Regions from separate parts of the Sus scrofa genome. Here regions 2 and 3 are each linked to region 1. A link is a contact called in public Hi-C and HiChIP or PLAC-seq data. All regions are on one chromosome and are shown on one strand. The core of a region is the stretch at or near the end of the contact, and the rest is flanking DNA. Distances in the headings are between cores, read along the strand shown. Region 1 holds the start of AP1S1 (AP-1 complex subunit sigma-1A). Region 2 holds the start of TRIM56 (E3 ubiquitin-protein ligase TRIM56). Region 3 holds the start of PLOD3 (procollagen-lysine,2-oxoglutarate 5-dioxygenase 3).

What was found. Hi-C and Micro-C count contacts between places; a contact is called where the count stands out from the background. HiChIP or PLAC-seq counts read pairs in DNA pulled down with a chosen protein or histone mark.
Region 2: a contact with region 1 is called in a Hi-C map of skeletal muscle, with 2.9 times the contacts expected there. The contact joins the promoter of TRIM56 here to the promoter of AP1S1 in region 1. A contact is called at or near these places in 2 of 5 promoter capture datasets (fetal liver and liver), 22 of 47 Hi-C or Micro-C datasets (alveolar macrophages, blood, brain and 12 more) and 2 of 2 datasets of contacts at active chromatin or transcription factors (alveolar macrophages and skeletal muscle).
Region 3: an H3K27ac HiChIP or PLAC-seq map of alveolar macrophages shows a contact between it and region 1. The contact joins the promoter of PLOD3 here to the promoter of AP1S1 in region 1. A contact is called at or near these places in 3 of 47 Hi-C or Micro-C datasets (alveolar macrophages, heart right ventricle and liver) and 1 of 2 datasets of contacts at active chromatin or transcription factors (alveolar macrophages).

What each region holds. Positions count from the first base shown.
Region 1 is chr3:8,877,946-8,882,880 of Sscrofa11.1, forward strand. It overlaps AP1S1 (AP-1 complex subunit sigma-1A), which reads left to right and starts at 3,048. Exons shown (of 5, transcript XM_021086258.1): 1 at 3,048-3,186. The coding sequence starts at 3,184. LOC110259888 (a long non-coding RNA gene) reads right to left here and starts at 3,819. Exons shown (of 4, transcript XR_002342304.1): 1 at 3,690-3,819.
Region 2 is chr3:8,831,250-8,836,184 of Sscrofa11.1, forward strand. TRIM56 (E3 ubiquitin-protein ligase TRIM56) reads left to right here and starts at 3,011. Exons shown (of 2, transcript XM_021086256.1): 1 at 3,011-3,185; 2 at 4,226-4,935. The coding sequence starts at 4,227.
Region 3 is chr3:8,916,849-8,921,783 of Sscrofa11.1, forward strand. PLOD3 (procollagen-lysine,2-oxoglutarate 5-dioxygenase 3) reads right to left here and starts at 2,677. Exons shown (of 19, transcript XM_021086261.1): 1 at 1,741-2,677; 2 at 1,277-1,368; 3 at 975-1,111; 4 at 710-873; 5 at 470-582; 6 at 273-336. The coding sequence starts at 1,852. ZNHIT1 (zinc finger HIT domain-containing protein 1) reads left to right here and starts at 2,025. Exons shown (of 5, transcript XM_021086262.1): 1 at 2,025-2,831. The coding sequence starts at 2,810.

The DNA.
Region 1 (4,935 bases), core at 1,798-4,297:
TCTCCAGGAGAAGATTCCATCTCAAAAACCACTATCTTTGCTCATCCAGAAGAAACAACTCCTCATCCATGAAAGTTTTATCACAATATGGCAACAATTCAGTCACATCTAAGGGCTACACTTTAATTCTAGTTCTGTCATTTCTACCACATCTGAAGTAACAATGGAAACATCAAACCTCACTGATCACAGGTCACCATAACAAAGACAATAATAGTGAAAAAGGTTGGAGTTCCCGTTTATGGCTTAGCGGGTTAAGAACCTGAATAGTGGAGTTTCCGTCATGGCCCAGCGGAAACGAATCCGACTAGGAACCACGACGTTGTGTGTTTGATCCCTGGCCTCGATCAGTGGGTTAAGGATCTGACGTTGCTGTGAGCTGTGATGTAGGTCCCAAAGCAGCTCAGATCTGGCATTGCTGTGGCTGTGGTGCAGGCGGGCAGTTGTAGCTCTGATTAGACCCCTAGCCTGGGAACCTCCATATGCTGTGGGTGTGGCCCTAAAAAGTGAAAAAAAAAAAAAAAAAAAAAAAAAAGAACCTGGCTAGTATCCATGAGGATTCGGGTTAAATCCCTGGCCTTGCTCAGTGGGTTGGGAATCCTGCATTGCCATAAGCTTCGATGAAGGTCACAGATTTGGCTTGGATCTGGTGTTGCTGTGATTGTGGCATAGGCTGGCAATTGTGGCCCCAATTTGACCTCTGGCCCGGGAACGTCCATATGCCACAGGTATGGCCATAAAAAGAAAAAAAAATTTTTTAATGAAGAAATCCAGTCATCTATTTTCTAGTTAGTTTAAACCACTTAAAGTCTATGATTCCACAGGAGCAAACCAATATCACTAACAATTCTCTCACGAATCTTATCTTTGCAGCAACGCATACTATGTTGAGGCAAAGAATTTTAGAAAGCGTCATCTTTGCAAGGAGTGTAGGAGTTTACATCTCTAGATCTTTCGCATCTCCCGGGGTTTTGCCTAGCTCTGTGCTTTACATCTTTAACACACCCATTACTGCTTTTTTTTTTGGTCTTTTTAGGGCTGCATCTGCAGCATATGGAGGTTTCCAGGCTAGGGGTCCAATCAGAGCTGTAGCCATGCCAGAGCTGAGCCACATCTGTGACCTACCCCACAGCTCACGACAACACTGGGTCCTTAACCCACTGAGCGATAAGGCCAGGGATCAAACTTGTGTCCTCATGGATGCTAGTTGGGTTCGTCACCGCTGAGACATAACGGGAACTCCAACATTACTTTTTTTTGTTTTAATATTTTATTTTATTTATTTTTTCTTTTTTTGTCTTTTTGCCATTTCTTGGACCGCTGCCGTGGCATATGGAGGTTCCCAGGCCAGGGGTCGAATTGGAGCTGTAGCTGCCGGCCTACACCAGAGCCACCGCAACACGGGATCAGAGCCTTGTCTGTGACCTACACCACAGCTTGTGGCAACGCCGGATCCTTAACCCACTGGGCAAGGCCAGGGCTCGGACCCTCAACCTCATGGTTCCTAGTTGGATTCATTAACCACTGAGCCACGACGGGAACTCCAACCGTTACTTTTTTATATACAACCTTCTCCTCTCCCCCATGAGCACACTGTATTGTCTTGTCCTCTGCCCTTCTTACCCGATCCCATCCCTTCTTCTCACTCCATAACGATTTACCCTTTCTAACACTAACACCTTGCTTTATTGATATAATTCTTGACCTAAAAAATAACACCAAGAGAGTTCAGCCGACATCGTTGGCAAGACTATGATACAGGCAGAGGAGAAAGGGAAAAGAAAAAGAAAGGAAGAAAAAATAGTAGAAGGAAGAGGGTGGAAAAAGCAAATAGTCGTAATCCCTACCCAAATCAGGTGTTTACAGTGTGTCAGATATATACAGCCTGAAATCAGACTTGCAGGGTAGGTAATGCTATCTTCGTTTTTAAAATGAGGAAAGGAGGGTTAAATGATCCACTTGAGGAGTTCCCTGGTGGCCTAGAGGGTTAAGGATCTGGTGGCTTGGATCTCTGCTGTGGCGAGGGTTGGATTACCTGGCCTGGGCACATCTGCATGCTGTGAGAGCAGTACCCCCCCCCAAATGACCCACTTGAGACTATACATCAAATAAGAATCAGAGACCAGATTGCATCCCAGGTGAATTAGGCCCACCCTCTGGCAACTAAAGCATATTACCTCCATAACAAAGAGTAAAGGAAAAAGAATACAAAGTGGAGACAGGTAGGACCTTACCAACAACTGCTTCAAGTGCTGCTCATAAGTAATAGCACCATTAATTTCCAAGAATTATCTAGAAATATGCCATTTTTTCAGCAAGTTTGAGATTTTCTTACCTATTTATATGCAAACTCCTTTACACACACAAGCATACACACTCAAACATGCACATCCTCAGCCAAAAAGCTTGTATGACAATTCTCATCTTTACACTTGTGTCTGGGTTACAACTGACCCTTTCCTAGCTTTGATTTATGCTAACCTTTTAAAATTTTCTCGACTTCTTCCTCTTTTGCCTTAATTCATGCTCCCCCTCTTCCTTACATCAGTTTTCTATCAGCCCCTCCTTTTTCTTTTATTTCTGGTCTCTCTCATTACCTACAAATCTCTCTTACTTTGAGTGTTGCATCTAGCAGGTTCTCAGTAGATATCTATTTTGAGCTCCATACTTTTCTCAAGCTTGCCCCCCCCACCCTTTGTCTTCGCCTTTCTCATCATTCTTCCTTCCCCACAGACAGTTCCCACCTTGTTCCCTCTCAGTCGCCCACGCCCCTTCCATTAAACCACCCTACTTCCTCATGAACTCCAGCGGTCATCTCACCCATCTCTCACCCCTTTTCCCGCCTTTTCCCCCCAAGGTTCCAAAGCGCGAGGACCTCATTGTCCTCCTCCCCCGTCCTCCAACCAGCCCACAAGACAGCCTTGTTACCATGACGACAGAGCTAATCAAAGCTGAAGTCGAGGACCTGGTTGCCATGGCTTCCGCTTCTCCGCCCCCCAGCCCCGCCTGCGCGCCCTGCAGCGTTGGCGCCTGCGCAGTACGCATCGCATGGGTTCTCCGTGCCGGGGCGGACGGGGCGGGGCTTCAAGCGTGAGGGAGGGAAGGAGGCGAAGGGATCTGAAAGGGAGTGGAGCTGGCGCCTACGGTGGCTGAAGAGGGACGCGCAGGGCCGGAGGCTGCAGGATGGTAGGCTGTGCAAAGAGGGAGGGGAGGGGGAACCGAGGGGCGTGGGCTGCACCTGCGGGGGTCCTGGGGGGCCGCCCTCTGTGTGAGCCGTTTCCTTCCCTCCGGTCCTCAGAGGCCTTTACTTATCCGGACGGGTGGGCCAGCCGGCCTCGAAAGGAAGAGCAGCTGGAAATGGCTTAAGGGCAAAGGGGCGGGGAGGGGGCACATTTGTGGGGTGAGAGGGTGACTAGGGGGCGGCGGGACTGGCCCGGGCGAGCGGGAACGCGCGGGTCGCGAACCCAGTGGTCCCGAGCCCTGCCACAGGGAAGTCGCCTGAGGAAGAGCGGCACCGGGGCCTGTCGGAGGAGGAAGGCAGAGGGGGGTCTCGGGTCACCCAGACTGACTGTACCCGTGCAGCCCACAGAGAAGCGGCGGCCGCCGGCGGGGAGGGCCGTGTGTGTGGGAGGGGATAGTTTCCGGGTGTGACGAGGGGACGTCCTGCCGCGGTTTGCCGCCCTGCTCACCTAGAGGCTGGAGTGAGGTGGGAAAGCCAAGTGGTCTCGAGGTTTTGCTCTCGGGGACCCAGCTTTTGGCTCCTCGGCTCGCGTGCTCTGGCCTCTCCGCCCCCACCTCATCCTCTTTCCGGAACCCAGGCCTTCCGTCTTCCTGCTGCCCGGCCCACCCCCCATCTTAGCGGAGCACGGCTCCCTTCAGCCCCTCCGTGGCCCTCCCACCACGCTAGCAGTGCTACCCCTTCCCTGCCAGCAAAAAAAAAAAATCGGTTCTCTTGAATTCTGATCTTTAGCCTGCTAGTGTTGTTCCACATCCCCAGGATTCCGGCCCTGGGAATGTACACGGAGACAAGAGCTAGTGGGTGAGGGAGATGACTCCAGGTGTGACCCAGACCCCTGGAACTGGGAAGCTGCCGGCGGGGTTTGCGGGGTTTACGGGGTCGAGGGTTCTGCACTCTTCCCCACTCCACCCTCTTGCACTTGTTCCACAACATTCCCTAGGGGAGCCACTCTGAATGGCTGTGTCCAAACTGAGGAACTGGAAGGGAAATTGGTCACCTGGTATCTGGGGAGGTGTGGGCGTTGTAGCAGGTGGCACCCTGAAAGGAAGAAAAGAGGAATCTCAGAGGCCAAATGCCTGGGTGGCTGAGGAGAGAGGAGGGTGGAATCATGTGCTGACATGAAGGAGACCCTGGGGCATAGGCCTGGCACTGGCGGGCAGTGTGTTGGGGACATCAGCTAGGGTATCTGGCTGGGATGGGGTGTTGAACTGAGGTAGCTTCTCGAGGGATGAGATACCTGATTTCAGCTACAGGCTACTTGTCACTGTGCTAGCATTTTACCCACTTTTGGAAAACATGATTAGGAAACAGAAGATCAGGGAATAATAATAACACCTAAGGTGTTAACGTGCTCATTTCCTGCCGGGCACTGTGTCATTTATCAACTCTCTTCATCCCATTCAACAACTGTGTAAGGTAGGGACTTTTATTATTTTCACCTTACACACCAAGAAGCTGAAGCCCAGAGACATAAAGTAATTGCCCAAGGCAAAGTACTCAACTAGTGGAGCCAGGATTTGAACCCGAATAAGAGACTCAGAAGCTCTGACACCTGCTAGTGGAAGCACCTAGGCTTGACAGCAAGGGCTGACATGTTGGAGAAAGGAGCTGTGAGTAGAACCGTTAGTTGGGATGAGTTTGGGGCTGCGTAGTTATGGAGGAAACAAGCTCAGAGAACCAAATCTCTGACCTTCTGC
Region 2 (4,935 bases), core at 1,761-4,260, 47 kb before region 1:
AGTCTTATCAGACCATCCAGCACCAGAGGCCTTCCCCAGCATCATCTTGAGGAACCCCCAGCATCTGGCAAGAACTCCTTCTCCCCCTCCCTGCGTCTCCATGGTAACACCTAGCACTTGGTGGTAGCTAAGTATCGCTTGCCTTGGAAGCCTGTTCTCAGGGAGAGGAACCTGCCTTCCTGGGGCCTGCCGCACACTGTAGGCAGTAAACAATCCTTCAACATTCTGGTAGGCGGGGAAGGACAGCCACTGAGATGCTGCCTCTTTCATGAAGCCTTCCTGATTCTCACACCACCACCACTCTTCCAGGAGAAACCAAACTTTCCCTCTGTGTTGTTGCAGCGCTTTATGTGACCCTGGGTCACTGATTCGCTCTCCTTGTAATTCAGTTTCTTCATCTGTAAAGCGGAGGCAAGAGTGGTACCTACCTTACTAGGTTCCTGTAAGGATTAAATGTTATGTTTACAACAGCCCATGCCAAGCTCACTGTCAATGCCCAGTGAAAGGGAGCCGTTGTGATGATTATTTTGACACCTTAATATGACATTTGTCTCATATGGCAACATGTACAGATGTCACCTTCCGTCCTTGGTTATAAACTGCCTGTGGGTGGAGACATACCTTTTGATCTTTGTGCACGGCACAGCACAGGAGGCGTCCAGCAAATCGTCCTGAAAAGGCACAGACAAGCAATGTGGAGGCCGTACACGTGGGCAGGTGTGTGCACACACTTACGGACACACACGTGCCAATACGTTTTTTCTATGCTTGTCTTGGCTGACCGTCCAGTCTGTAGCACTTGACCGCAATGACCTCCTCCTCCTTCCGGAAATGCAGCATCCTCCAGCAGTGGCTCTAGGGACTTTTTTTTCTTTTTCTTTTTTTTTTTTTGTCTTTTGTCTTTTTGTTGTTGTTGTTATTGTTGCTATTTCTTGGGCCGCTCCCGCGGCATATGGAGGTTCCCAGGCTAGGGGTCCAATGGGAGCTGTAGCCACCGGCCCACGCCAGAGCCACAGCAACGCGGGATCCGAGCCGTGTCTGCAACCTACACCACAGCTCACGGCAACGCTGGATCGTTAACCCACTGAGCAAGGGCAGGGATCGAACCCGCAACCTCATGGTTCCTAGTCGGATTCGTTAACCACTGCGCCACGACGGGAACTCCTCTAGGGACTTTCTTTCGCATGGATTTCCACCTCCGTCTCTGGAAGCACCTCGCAGCCTCCTTCACGCCCCAGCCCCTCCCCCACTTGCCCTTAAATGTCATTGTTCCCCACGGTGCCATCTTGGCGCTGCTCTTCTCACTTTGGACACTGTAGGGTGAATTCATCAAAATCACACACACATTGGGAGTTCCTGTTGTGGCTCAGCAGGTAAAGCACACGACTAGTATTCATGAGGATACGGGTTCAACCCCTGGCTTCCCTCAGTGGGTTCAGGATCCAGTGGCATTGCCACAAGTTGCGGCATAGGTCACAGATGCGGCTCAGATCTGGCATTGCTGTGGCTGTGGTGTAGGCCGGCAGCTGCAGCTCCAATTGGACCCTTAGCCCAGCAACTTCCATCCTTAAAAGGAGAAAACAAACAAACAAAGAAACACCCCACAGATACATTGGCAAAGTATGGAAAAGTCCAGCTGAGTCCTTCCTCCTGACTTCCAGACCTGCGAAACCTGAAGGACAATCCTACCTTCCTTCAGGCACCTCCCTCCCCCGGGACCACTCACAAGACCCACAGCTTCTTTTGCCTCCAACAACCGCTCACAGCCACCATCCCCTCTGCTCCTAGTGCTGCTGTGTCAGCTCAGACCCCTCTGCTTCTCACCTGGCCCTATAGTCGGGCTCCCCTCTATGCTCAGGGCAGCTGCAAAGTTCTCACCGGTTCTGCTTCCTCCTGACATCTCTTCACTGGGTAAAAGGATGCATAGGAAGGCAGGTGATGAATCAAGTAAGAGGTTAACTGTAGAATCCAAAGGGTGGGTATAGGACTGTTCAGTGCAATTCTTTCAACTTCTCTGTGCTTCAAGTTTTTCATAAGATATTGAGGGAAACAGCCTGCAGTGGTTTCTTTTGGCTTTTTGGATAAAACTCAGACTCCTTCATGTAGAACATAAGGCCTGCTGTTTCCATTGTAGCTCCGCGGTAACGAACCTGACTAGCCTCCTTGAGGATGTGGGTTCGATCCCTGGCCTCGATCGGTGGGATAAGTATCCATCGTTGTCACGAGCTATGGGTAGGGTGCAGACATGCCTTGGATCCTGAGTTGCTGTGGCTGTGGCCGGCAGCTGCAACTCCTATTTGACCCCTAGCCTAGAAATTTCCATATGAAGTAGGTGTGGCTCTAAAAAGAAAGGAGAAAGAAAAAGAAAAAGGCCCTCTCTATGATCTGGCCGCTGCCTCCCCCTGTAACCTCATCTGCTACCACTCACATGTCCCCTTGCCACAAACCATTCTGAATTACTTGGAGCCCCCAGCAGAGTCAGGGAATTTCATTCCTCTGAGCTCACCGACTTGCTGTTCCCGATTCCTGGAATGCCCTTCCCTGCGTTTTTCTCCAGGGATCCCTGACCCGTCTATACTTTTCTGACTCACCCTCCCTCCAGGAAGCCTTTGCTGCCCCCTTATCTGGTTCCCACAGCCCCTTGCCTATCTCCGCAAAGATTTATGGTATCAAGGGCCTCACCCAGGACTGGATGTGCAGATATGCTGCCGCCCTGGAACCTGGCCTGACGACGGGGCTCTGGTTACCCTCGGTCTCTGAATCACCCGTGATCTCTAATCTCTTCCCTCAGAGGACGCATCGTCAGGCAACTCCCCTGCACTGGCGACAAACACACTTCAACAAACACACTTTGCAGGCTGAGCAAATCCTGAGGCTCCACTGACAGGCCGACCTCGGCAACTCCAGCCGCAAAGAGCGGACCTGGACCTGGAGGCTCGGCGGAGGAGCCGGCGGGCGGGGGCTGTGCCCTGCAGTGGGTGGAGGCCCCGAGGAAGAGGTCCCGGCCGGGGTAGGGAAGAAGGCGGGGCCTGCGGCGCTGCTGGTCGGTGTCCCGGGCCTGGGACGGAAGTTGCAGAAGTACAATTAGTTTCAGTTTTGTTTCTCTTGCAGGAGCCCAGCCACCGCAGCGTCGGACCTCGGGACCCCCAGTCCGGGTCCTGGAGCCCAGGGTCAGCTCAGGCTGGGTAAGGAGGGCGCTCGGGGGGCGGCTGAAGGGTCCGCTGAACTGGAGGCAGTGGGGGGAAGGGAGAGCGCGGGCGGGAGAGGAAGGGCGGCGGGAGAGGGACCCAGAAGGCGGGAGGAGAGGAGAGGCGGGCTGGAGCACCCCCGCCTTCCCCCGCTCCGGGCCTCCCCGGGACGGCGCCCTCCCACTCTCTGAGCTTCCTCTCGGCCCTTGCTCTCTGGAAGTTCGGGGGAATCCCCCAAGGGTCCTTATCGAGTATTTCACAGCCACTGTGCGCGGAGCTGGGGGCTTTCACAGACGAACCTCACGTGACTCGGTGACTCTGACCCTCCAGAAGCTTCTAGGAAAGCAGGAGGCCTCTTGCAGCAGGAAAGGCTGAAAGAAATGGGCTCGAGGAGATGGGGCAGAGGTTATGGTGACGTCTAGAGTTTGAGGAGCTGGAAGGATGCCTCTTCCCTTCAGGCGTCGCTCTGCCTGCTCCAGAATCCTTTTCTGGATGGTCAGGGCAGAAAGAGGGGTCCCCACTCCCCTCGATGCTGCTACCAGGCTCCAGGAGGCAGGTGTATGGGGTTGTGGGCATCGGAGCCCTTTGGAGTGCCCCATCTGCCAGGAGTCAAGGTGACCCTGCCCACCTGGACCCTCGGGCTGTGTCTTCTCTGCCCGCCGCCCCACCCAGCGTCCCACCCCCTGCAGGAGCACTAGGAACTATTCACCCGGGGCTCACACCCCACACGACACAAAGCCTGTCCACGGGAGCCCTGATCATTTCACCATCAGCTCCCTAAGTCCCTGCTTCTTGGTCTTGTCCTATCTCGCAGGGCCTGACACACCGCAGCGGCCTTTCCTTTTTCACATTTGCTGAATGTCTGCGGGAAGGAGGGAGGCGTCTCTTTAGCTCAGGAGACCAGAAGAAAATCCCCAGCCATTCAGGTGAGGCCTCCCCAGACCTGGCAGGGCTTGAGGATGGAGGAGAGGCGGGACGGCAGGCGGGAGGCCCCGTGGAGGCGACCTCCACCCTCTGACCTGACCCCTCGCTTGCAGGATGGTTTCCCAGGGCTCCTCACCCTCCCTGCTGGAGGCCCTGAGCAGCGACTTCCTGGCCTGTAAAATCTGCCTGGAGCAGCTACGGGTGCCCAAAACGTTGCCCTGTCTGCACACCTACTGCCAGGATTGCCTGGCCCAGCTGGCCAAGGGCGGCCACCTCCGATGCCCCGAGTGCCGCGAGTCCGTACCCGTGCCTCCCGCGGGCGTGGCTGCCTTCAAGACCAACTTCTTTGTCAACGGGCTCCTGGATTTGGTGAAGGCCCGGGCTGGTGGAGACCTGCGTGCAGGGAAGCCCGCCTGCGCACTGTGCCCCCTGATGGGAGGCGCCAGCACTGGGGGACCGGCCACAGCCCGGTGCCTGGACTGCGCCGACGACTTGTGCCAGGCCTGTGCCGACGGGCACCGCTGCACCCGGCAGACCCACAGCCACCGAGTGGTGGACCTGGTGGGCTACAGGGCAGGGTGGTACGACGAGGAGGCCCGGGAGCGCCAGGCGGCCCAGTGTCCCCAGCACCCGGGGGAGGCCCTGCGCTTCCTGTGCCAGCCCTGCTCCCAGCTGCTATGCCGTGAGTGCCGCCTGGACCCCCACCTGGACCACCCCTGCTTGCCCCTGGCCGAGGCGGTACGTGCCCGGAAGCCAGGCCTCGAGGAGCTGCTGGCCGGTGTGGACAACAACCTGGCTGAGCTGGAGGCCACACGGATGGCCG
Region 3 (4,935 bases), core at 1,427-3,926, 39 kb after region 1:
CCGCCTCTCATAGGACTGCGTTAACTGAAGTTCCAGAAGTAAAGCCCTGGCCCAGAGCTTGAACACACAGTGTGTTCGGGAGACATCCGGGCCGACCACCACTGCTTTTACAACTACTCGCACAGGGCAACCTACTCTGGCAGCCGTTCCGACATTTGATGAAGTTAACACAGAGGCGAGATGAAGACCACCCCAGTTCCACCAGGAGCCCCTCCCAAATCCAGGACCCCCAGCAGCCTCTCTCATGGTCCTTTTGATTGCTTTCTTCTCACCTAGAGCCCCGTTGAGGTTCTGAAAGATCCGAGATTTGTGATCCAGGTTAAGGCCGAGTTTCTCCTGATGGGAAGGGGGGGGCATCACTTCCCACTCTTTTCTCTTCACATCTTTCCCAAAGCCCCTTTACCCCTTCTCTCCCATTCAGCCTGAGGCCTGCCATCCCCACCTCTGCCCCTCCTCAGCCCCTTCCTACCCTCAGTCCTGGGTCCAGGTAGAGCCGAGTGTAGAACAGCTGATCGTCATCGTCGTCTTTGTACTTCCACTGGCGGACGATTTGGTGGATCACGGGGGCGAAGCCAATGAATCCTGCAGGGGAGGGGAGGTGCTGCCTCCAAGGCTCCCAGGCTCCCAGGACCTGTCCCCACTCCCTCTCCGGCCCTCAGGTTCCTGGAACACTCCATGTCCCCCGGCTCTTGGACACTCTGCCACTCACCACCAGAGTTGAGGAAGCGCTTCCCCGTGCCCACCTCAGGGTACTGCTCTGCCAGCCCCCACTCGGGCCAGCAGAAGCCCTCCGCAGAGAAGAGCAGGCGGCTGCCACTCTGGACAAACTTCTTCAGCAGCTCCGAGGGGCTGCCAGCCAGAAGCACATCATAGCTGGGGAAGGAAGGGGAGGATGAACAGGACAGCTGCTAGGAACCCCAGTATCCTCAGCCCCTCCTTCTACCCGCCCCTCTGCTTTCTCCCCAGCCCTTTACCTGTCCACAAACATGATGACCATATCCTCCCGGTCTGCATATTTCTCCATTTCTTTCTTTAGCCACCTGACCTTCTGTCCTCCACCAACTGTTCGGGCTACATCACCCCCTCGCCACTCCTCTCCCAAGCCCAGGGTCTGTAGGAGAGACCCAGAATGCCAGGGGGAAGCTCAGCCAGCTGGGGCGGGGGTGGTGTCCCAACACTCTGACCAGGCTCACCGTGGGGTCCCAGGCATCCAGCCCTCCGTCACTCTTTGGCTGGACCCCACCTCCACCGCTTCTAGGGGTGTCTCTCTCCTTACCCGCACAGTGTAGTTGAAAAACTCTGCTGATCGCAGGAAACGCCGGTATCCCTCTGTCTCGGCCGTGGCCACGGTGATCACCAGCAGTTTATCTGTCACCAGCCAGGAATTGGCACTCTGGACCCACTTGCCCAGCTCAAGCACTCCGCACACTGCTGCCCTCCTTCCCCTTCCTGACTCTGTTCCTGTCCCTTACCTCTTTTTCCCCATTCCCTCCTAAACTCTTCCAAACCGAGGGAAACTTCACCCCAGTGAGAGCAGGATGGAATGACACCCAGAAATTCCCGGTCAGTTCGCGTGGGAAGGCTGGAAACCTCAGTTCAGAGTGAGGAGTGGGCGAGGGGCCATGTGATTCTGCCCTAGAGACCGCGCTGCGCGTGGGAGAGGCCGGCCTAGACCCTCTCCCTAGTCTCCGCTGGCAGACACGTCAGCCCAGAGTCACCTGGCCCTCCCGCGGTTCTCACCTGGGTTGACGGGGTCGCTACCCCGGGGGCGATCTGAGGCCGAGGCCGCAGGAGGAGGCGACAGCACCAGCAGCGGGAGCAGCAGGAGCCGGAGTCCCGGGCCCGAGGCCATGGCGTGGAGAGAGCCGAGGGGCACACAGGCCGGCAGGCAGCTCGGGCTGTGCGCCTGGATCCCAACTCCGGAGAGGGGCTCTGGGAAAAAGGACCGGGGCTGCTGTGCGGCCCGCTGCAAGGAGGAGCCGTGTTGGGGCTCCGCCCTGGAAAAAAGGCGTAGCCGAAGGTTACAGAAAACTCGAGATGCCGGCGCCCTAGACAAGGCGAGAATTGTCTCGGGGCGCTGGCGGAGCTGAACGAACGGAGGGGGCGACCGGCCCAGACGCGGTGGAAGGGTGGCGGCTGGGGCCCGCGATCCTAAGACGAAGACTTTTGGAGCCCGTTGGCCCCACAGCCCGCCTAACACTTGAGGAAACTGAAACGCGGAGAGGGGAAGTGACCCTTTGCGGGTCCGGCAGGACGCGGAGGCGGGTCTTTGCCACAGCCCTGACTAGAGCAGCCGGGCGGAAGACCGGGAGAGAGAGAGACGGTGGGGTCGCGCGGAGCGAGGAGAGCAGCTGGGAGGAAGAAGGCCCAGGAGTCTGCGGCCCCAGGGGAACTGGGGGTTGCGATTTTGGCAGAGGGTCACTGGGAACTCTGGGATCGCCCACTCGAGCCTGCCCATTTTCTTCGGTAGTCCAGCTCATCCTCTCTACTGCCCAGGGGAGAAGTTCCAGGGACAGACTTTGTATCTTCAGAAGGACCAAAAGAATATGACGTTTCTTGAAAGATCACTGGCACCACCTCTTTAAAATGATCCGTTTCGGGGGTCCAGCAAAATAACAGCTACAGAGGCCAGAAGTAGTTTTGCCCGTACAAAATATGGCGGAAAGCTTTCTCGTCTCCAAGGGAACAGCACGTAATGAGTCAGAGCGGTGGAATTGCTCTGCGCACGCGCAGGAGCACACGCCGCCGGAAGACTGGTACCCTTTAGCACGCAAGCGCAGAAGGCTCTTACGTCAGCTGTGTTGTGGCAATGGTGGAGAAGAAAACTTCGGGTAGGTGAGCCCCCAGCTGTTGGTCCCCTAGCCTCCTCTCAAAAACGAACCTGGTCTAGGATTTCCTCATTCAGTTATTAGTCTGAAATCCCTCCCTCGGCTCTCGGGCCCTGACTTTGGGGCAGCCCCCTAAACTATCCAGTCACGTTTTAGTCACACCTGCTGTAAGCCGCGCGTTGGGGATGGAGAAAGGAAAAAGATCCTTAACATTCCAAGGAACTGGCTTTCTAAGAGCAGGGCAGACACGCAGACCTGCCATTGTATTTCAAGGTGAAACATGCTCTGGTAGAGGGATGCAAAACGCCTGGGCACAGGGAGGAGTGGTATCCAACCCAGCTTCTGGGAAGGGGGGACCTGGAAGGCTTGGACAGAAAGAAAACGCTTGGACCGAGTCTTGAAAGTTACGGTTTCGCTCAGTGCGGGTGCGTGGGGACTCATTCTCCGCAGCGGGAACCGCACGTGCCAAGGTAGGAGACCATGTGAAAAGAAACGCTTAGAAAGCATAGCTCAGGGCGTAGGGCTTGCGGAGGAGAGAGGCTGTGGAAAGGCTAGGGAGGGTTACCCTTCAAAAGCATTATATACACTGCCGAAGAATTTAAACTCTGTGGAGAGGGCGGTGGACAGCCATCAAGGGCGTTGTTTTTTTTTTTTTTTTTTTTTTTTTTTTTTGTCTTTTTTGCCATTTCTTGGGCCGCTCCTGCAGCATATGGAGGTTCCCAGGCTAGGGGTCTAATCGGAGCTGTAGCTGCCAACCTACGCCAGAGCCACAGCAACGCAGGATCCGAGCCGCGTCTGTAACCTACACCACAGCTCACGGCAATGCCGGATGGTTAACCCACTGAGCAAGGGCAGGAATCGAACCCGCAACCTCATGGTTCCTAGTCGGATCCAGTAACCACTGCACCAGGACGGGAACTCCTCATCAAGGGCTTTTAACGCAGAGTGCGGTGACCAAAACAAATTTACCTCCTAGAAAGCAGTCTGGCTTCAACAAGGGAGGATGGACTGGAGGGCCTAGAGCAGCCCTGCCTGTAGAAGTTTCTGGGACGATGGGAATGTTCCTAACAGCACTGTTCAGTACGGCAGCCAATGGCCACATGTGGCTATTAAGCACCTGAAATGTGGCTAATAGGATTGAGGAACTGAATTTAAAATTTTATGTTATCTTGAGAGTTCCCCTGTGGCCTGGTGGGTTAAGGATCCAGCATGGTTGCTGTTGTGGCTTGGTTCACTGCTATGGTGGGCGTTCGATCCCTGGCCTGGGAACCTTCATGTGCTGTGGGCAGGGCCAAAAATTTTTTATGTGTGTAATCTTAGTTAATCTCCCTCTAAATTTAAATAACCTCATGTGATGGGTGGCTACTTTATTGTATAAGGCAGGTCTAGAGATTGGAAGGCCGGTTAGGAAGCTGTTGAGTAGTCTGGATAAAAAAAGATGAGGATCAGAACACTCTGCCTGATTGCCTGGTAATAAATCCAATCATGTCATCTTAAAACCCTTCACTGAATCTCCATCCCTGAACATAAAATCCCCAAATCCAAATTTCTTTAGATACTTAAAGACAAGATTTTTTTTTTTTGTCTTTTTAGGGCCACACCCACAGCATATGGAAGTTCCCAGGCTAGGGGTCGAATCAGAGCTGTAGTCACTGGCCTATGCCACAGCCATAGCAACACCAGATCCGAGCCAAGTCTGCGACCTACACCACAGCTCATGGCAACACCGGAACCTTAACTCACTGAGTGAAGCCAGGGATCGAACCTGCATCCTCATGGTTACCAGTCAGATTCATTTCCACTGAGCCACGATTGGAACTCCAAAGATAAGATTCTTAATGGTCTGCATGACTTCATATCCATGCCCACCCCACCCCCCCATCACAGTTTATATACCATCCATGTAGAACTTTTAAAAATGTATTGAAGGCACTGCAGTCTTTCCTCCAGGCCTTCTCTCATGCTGGTACCAAGGCCTAAGAAACCCAGCCATCTCCTCCAACCAGGCTAACTTTTGTGTATCAGTCAGGCCTCAACCTAGACTTACCTTCCTCTGGAAAATCTCCCTGACTATCGCAAGACCAGGGTAGGTGTTTTTGTCATGTGC